Linked DNA regions of Mus musculus: region 1 is linked to region 2. The links are chromatin contacts, called in public promoter capture Hi-C maps. All regions are on one chromosome and are shown on one strand. The core of a region is the stretch at or near the end of the contact, and the rest is flanking DNA. Distances in the headings are between cores, read along the strand shown. Region 1 holds the start of Hopx (HOP homeobox). Region 2 holds the start of Pdcl2 (phosducin-like 2).

Region 1 (2,700 bases), core at 183-2,682, 760 kb after region 2:
CCCCCAGGATTCTGGTTTTAATAGCCCAGGGAGCACTATTACAGGGTTTTAAGCTTTAACTGAGCAGGGTGAAGAGAGGACAAAGCCCCTCCTTCTCCAGTCTATTAACTGAAGGGATAAGAATATCCCAGCTCAGAGGAAAATTGAAAGGCGTGAAATGCTTTGAGAGAAACAGGACCAACTCCCAAATGGTTTATCATACGTGGCAAATCATCTTTCCACGACCAAAGGGAATAAGAAAGAAGTTAGAGGGTAGATTGGACTGGAGAGAGAGTTGCCTAAAGGCTCCAACACTGTGCCAGGTGGTACTGCGATCTCTACCCTAAGCAAATTTTGGGGATAATGGGATAGCGAGGAAGCCTTTTATGAACAGACAAATTATCATCATGCAAGGGGGTCGTGTGCTGCGGCCATAGCAACAGAGGGCTACTTCTTGGTAAATTCCAGAGAAAGACTCTAAAGCTGAACCTGAAGCTCAGAGTCAGGGGATTAATAAAAACAGCAACAAAACCTGAACCGAAGTATGGCAGTGTGCCTGTTAGGTGCAGCACAGAGATGTGGTGATGTGGCGGGAAGAGCAACCTGGCAGGTCAGGTCCTCCATCCCTATCCCCACGACAGTACCCTTCCCTCCCGCCCGCCCCCACCCCCCTCCCCCGCCTTAGTTTTGTCTTCTGACAAACCGGAAGACCAACCTTATAGCTGATCGCTAACGTCCCTTTAAACCATGACAACCCTGATGAGAATAAACCTTCCCGAAGCTTTCCAGCACAGCGGGAAGAGTTACTGAGCTTGGAAACCGAAAGGAAAGCAGGCGAGATGCTCCCACTACAGGAGGAGAAAGCAAGGGGCCGGATCTGGAAGGCAGTGGAAACCCAAAAAGAGGATGGTGTTGAGACAGGGTAGGGTGGATAGGGGCTGGGCGCCCGGGGAACTGCGGAATGATTTGGGGACTGAGATACATATGATGGAGGCCCGCGGCAGCCGCGGGAACCCGCCAGTCCCGGAGGATACATAGGCTTGGGGACTCACCTGCGTCTGCTCCTCCGTGAGACCCGCCTCGGCTGCGATGAGGCACAGCGTGGTGGGGTCCGGGTGCTTGTTGACCTTGTTGAAGTTGTACTCCAGGATCTCCACCTGGTCCTCCGTGGGGCCGCTCGCGGTCTGCGCCGACATGGTCCGTGCGCGTCTGCAGGGGAACCAGATGGCCCGGGTGAGCGAGGTCCGCCTGCCCCCTCCCGCCGTTCCACCGAGGCGCCCCGCGCCGCTGGCTGCGGAGTTTGGGGGGAACCCTCCTTCCCCGGGACCGTCCCCAACCTGACTAAGGATGGAGAGGAGGAAGAAGACGCCTCCCGCCTGACACTCCGAGGGGACAGTATACTGAGGAAGCGCCTCAAGTGCTGCCTCCGGAGATCCGGAGCTGCCCTAGGGACTGAGGACACTCGCGGGGCTGGGCTCCCGTCGCCGTGGGCACGCCTCCCGGGCCGCCACACTCCGCCTCCGCCGCGGGCTAGCACGTGGGGGCCTTGCCAGGGAGCGCAGGGCAACGCACACTTTGGGGAAAGACGCTCACTGCACAAGTTGGGGAAAAAGAGACCGCACTTACAAACAATACTACCAATGGATATTTACTCTTTTTTTTCCCCCTGATTAAAAAATAGCACGTACTGCAGAAAATGTGAAGGACATTAAAATCACAGAGGGAAAATTAAATTGCCAGCTTAGTCGCAAATAACGGCTATAAAATTTTTGGATGATACTTTAAAGATCTTTCCAATGTACTTGTACTGAGACGGAAATGGAAACACAGCGATAATGATTTATGATTTACGGCTGGGTGGTAGCGTGGAGAAGGCTGAGCCATGAGCATGCGGAAGGCAGCTGAACCCCAAATGCCAAGCCTCCATCCCAAGAGCCTACCTACCTCACTGCGGTCTCCTGTATGTGTGTGAGATACCTTTCAAAACCTACCCAATTAATCAGGATCAAAATCAACTATCATTTAGAACCTCAGACTTCAGCCCAGAAAAATAGGTCCACCTCCAGCTTCCAGTTCTCCAGCAACAAATGTTGTCAGCATATCGCAGCAACAACCTTCCTGCTGCGCCACACCAATATAGCTTCAGACTTGGGGCTAAGAAAACTACCAGGTGTGTTCCCTCCTCCTATGCTTCCTGTTGAAAACTAGGAGGTAAAGACGGTTGGTCTTCAAGATATTCTTGGCTGTAGATTCTGTCCAGGCTTAGCCAAGCAGTAGTGTGGGAATCACCCTGGCTTGTTGCATTAACAATCGCAGAGTCCCGAGCGGGTTTTGATGTGGTTTGTGCCTGGGGGTGAACTATCTGGATAGTGTGCTCAGAGCTAACCACCTTCTCATCTGTGGCTTATACCTCCTACTTCCTAAGTCAATGCTTCTTACCTCTCCTCTAGTTCCCTTGAAGAGGTTTCAGACAGGAGGAACTTTTCAACTACGTGGGACTGGGCCTCAAAGCATTTGCCAAGTCACCAGCAAATCATTTTCAGGGAACTAGATGTCCCTCTACTTAAAATTTGTACCAAGGATCCCCGACTCTGCACCAAGGCTGTGGCCCATCTGGTTAGAAATACCTTTCCTGGGCTGGAGAGATGGCTCAGCGGGTAAGAGCATTGACTGCTCTTCCAGAGGTCCTGAGTTCAATTCCCAGCAACCACACATGGTGGC
Region 2 (2,832 bases), core at 244-2,743:
TGTGTGTTATCTTTATTGTCCTCTCAAATACACTCTTGGAGAACAGGCCCATGTTTAAAGCCTCAGAAATGCCTGCTGAATAAATCAAGGAGCAATAGTAATAGTATTACTATTATTAATAGTAATCATACTATTAATTATTAGGTCAGTGATCTGTTGCTTCCTGCTGGCTCCACTTCAGCAGAATTCCTGAAAGGCAGATGCAATGCAAGACAGACTGCAGGGCCGGGCTAGCTGTACAAATGTGCCTGCTAACACCCAGCCCAACGTGAAAGGACCCAAAGACATGTGAATTGCGCTTTCAATAGCTTAATAAATTGTATGACCTACCCAACCACCCAAAGTTCATATACAAACCAAGAAAAACCCGATTCCCTTCACTAGGGAGCAGGGAAGAGGAAAGCTATTTCTTCTGTCAGGAAGTGAGGATTTTCCTGGGAGAAACGGAGGAAGGGGGCAGGGACAGGAAGGGAGGGAGGAGATTCTTATTTTTCTAAATTAAAACTTTATTATAAAGCGCTCGAGGGGCCGCCTTTACAAGCACTCACTGCTCTTAAAGGAGAACCGGAGTTCAATTCCCAGCACCGAAGTGCTGATTTACAACCATCTGTAAAACTTCAGTTCCAGGGGATCCAACGTCCTCTTCAGAACTCCGTGGGTACCATGTGGTATACAGACATTCGTGCAAACAAAATGCCCATACAAATAAATAAGCTAATTTCAAAGATAAAGAATTCATAAATAAAAAAAACATCATCACCCTGTGAAATTACCCAGACCAAAGTCTTGAAATGTCGAGCTGTAATTTAACTTTTCTATTTAAAATGAAAATTGTTTGCGCTCTCGCATGTGTGTGTGTGTGTGTGTGTGTGTGTGTGTAGCTCGGAAGATAACCTGAAGAGTTCTCACTTACTGCTTTGTAGGTGCCATGGATCGAACTCAGCTTTTTAGGCTCAGCAGCAAGCACCTTAAACCCCTGAGACATTTCACATCGATGGACACCACCCACCCCGAACCTGCTTTTAAAAGAACATAAATGAACGCAATTGAATCCCCTTTGGCCAATCATAATTCAAAAATAGCACAGCATTTGGATTTCCAGGACTCAGGGGTAAAAGGCGATACTGAACCACTAAGTGTTTCTTTCAGCTTCACATGAGACTCAAGAATATCGCCAAACGACATTCTCTTAAAACTAGACAGAGACGCACAAAATAGCACCTACCAAGAACAAATCTTAGAACCCACCCCTGCGGACGGCCCACACCACTCCATTCACATCCCTGAGATTGGAGCTAGCTGGCTGATCCAGCTCAGGACTCCAAGGTCACCCTAAGGCCTGACCCTCACCTGCATGATGTTCTCTTGTGCCCCTCACTGGGATCAGGGCCTCAAACTTCCTCCAGGCTGGCAGAGGGAACCAGCCAGCTCTGGCTAGTGGTCTCTAACGCTCCAGGGGCAGACCAAGAGCGAACAGGACCTCTGCGCATGTGCAACGGTAGCTCAGTTGCCAGGCAACGCTGAGGTTTAGTTCCTGGGTCTATGGGCCCTTGTGCATCAAGTTCTGGGGCATCTGACTTTAGCAGTGTCTCTCTTTGTTAGTCACATGATGCTCCTGTTGCGCTCCATCTTCTCGTCTACTACTGCCATGTCCAAGACAAGGCAAGGTTGAATCCAGTATTCATAGAGAAAAATATAAATTCCTTGGGTGGCCAGCACTACAGAGGAGTTCTTAACCTGGACCCACTGTCTGTTTAGAGATAGACTTATTGTTTATTTGTTTGCTTATTTACTTAGTTTTGGTTTTTCGAGATAGGATTTCTTTGTGTAGCCCTGACTGTCCTGGAATGTGCTTTGTAGAGCAGGCTGACCTTGACTCACAGGAATCTACCTGCCTCTGCCTCTCAAGTGCTGAGATTAAAGGCATGGGCCACTACTGCTTGGCTAAAGATAGAATTTTAAGGGGCATCTAAGCACTAGCCTCAAGTGTGTGTGTGTACATTTTCTCCTGTTCCCTCTGGAGCTTGGACCGAAATTTTCCGTCTGATTCCCAACAAGACCATAAGCGTCAGGACCTGCCACCACACACCTGTGATCTACCTCAGGTGGCTGCGGAAGGAACCTGTGAGCAGAGGTCAGCCTGGGCTACAAATTGAGACCCTGTTTCAAAGAAACAAAATCAAAACAAAACCAAAATCACTAAAAGAAAGAACCCTACCCACTTTAGGAGCTCGGGCTTATAAGAAGTAGACATTTGGGTTCCACTGTGTTTAAGACAAGGAATTTCCTAGGATGTATTTTCTAGGAACACGGAGAAACTACCATGTAAGCAGTCCCAGAAATATCCTGGAAAGGATCTTAAAACAAGAAGAAAAAAAAAATGTACTAAGTAACACAATTTTAAACTTGGGTTCAGCAAAGGAGCGATTCATCCGCAGTGATCAGTTAGTATTTAATATGGATTCTGCACTCCAAGCATCCCATAGCGTTTGTGTGTGGCCCTGCCCAGCAAAAACACTGCAGTGTTTTCAACTGTATGGGTATTTCTACTTTCCTCCCTGCCCTGATTTTATGTGAAGATTCTTAAAATACACAAGCAATTCATGACTGTCTGGGTTTTTTCTTCTAGTTTTTTTTTTTCTTTTTAAGATTTATTTCATGTATGTGAATGCACTACCACTCTCTTCAGACACAGCAGAAGAGGGCATCAGATCCCATTACAGACAGTTTGGAGAACCATGTGATTGCCAGGAATTGAACTCAGGACCTCCGGAAGAGCAGTCAGTGCTCTTAACTGCTGAGCCATCTCTCCAGCCCGTCTTTCTGGATTTT

Evidence for each region. Promoter capture Hi-C pulls out the DNA fragments that hold promoters and counts their contacts.
Region 1: a promoter capture Hi-C map of pre-B cells shows a contact between it and region 2, with 2.4 times the contacts expected there. The contact joins the promoter of Hopx here to the promoter of Pdcl2 in region 2. A contact is called at or near these places in 2 of 39 promoter capture datasets (pre-B cells and stem cell-derived epiblast-like cells).

The regions. Positions count from the first base shown.
Region 1 is chr5:77,093,835-77,096,534 of GRCm38.p6, forward strand. It overlaps Hopx (HOP homeobox), which reads right to left and starts at 1,433. Exons shown (of 3, transcript NM_001159900.1): 1 at 1,317-1,433; 2 at 1,032-1,188. The coding sequence starts at 1,175.
Region 2 is chr5:76,329,663-76,332,494 of GRCm38.p6, forward strand. It overlaps Pdcl2 (phosducin-like 2), which reads right to left and starts at 1,494. Exons shown (of 6, transcript NM_023508.7): 1 at 1,351-1,494. The coding sequence starts at 1,356. 4930432L08Rik (RIKEN cDNA 4930432L08 gene) reads left to right here and starts at 1,576. Exons shown (of 6, transcript NR_152115.1): 1 at 1,576-1,667; 2 at 2,690-2,832.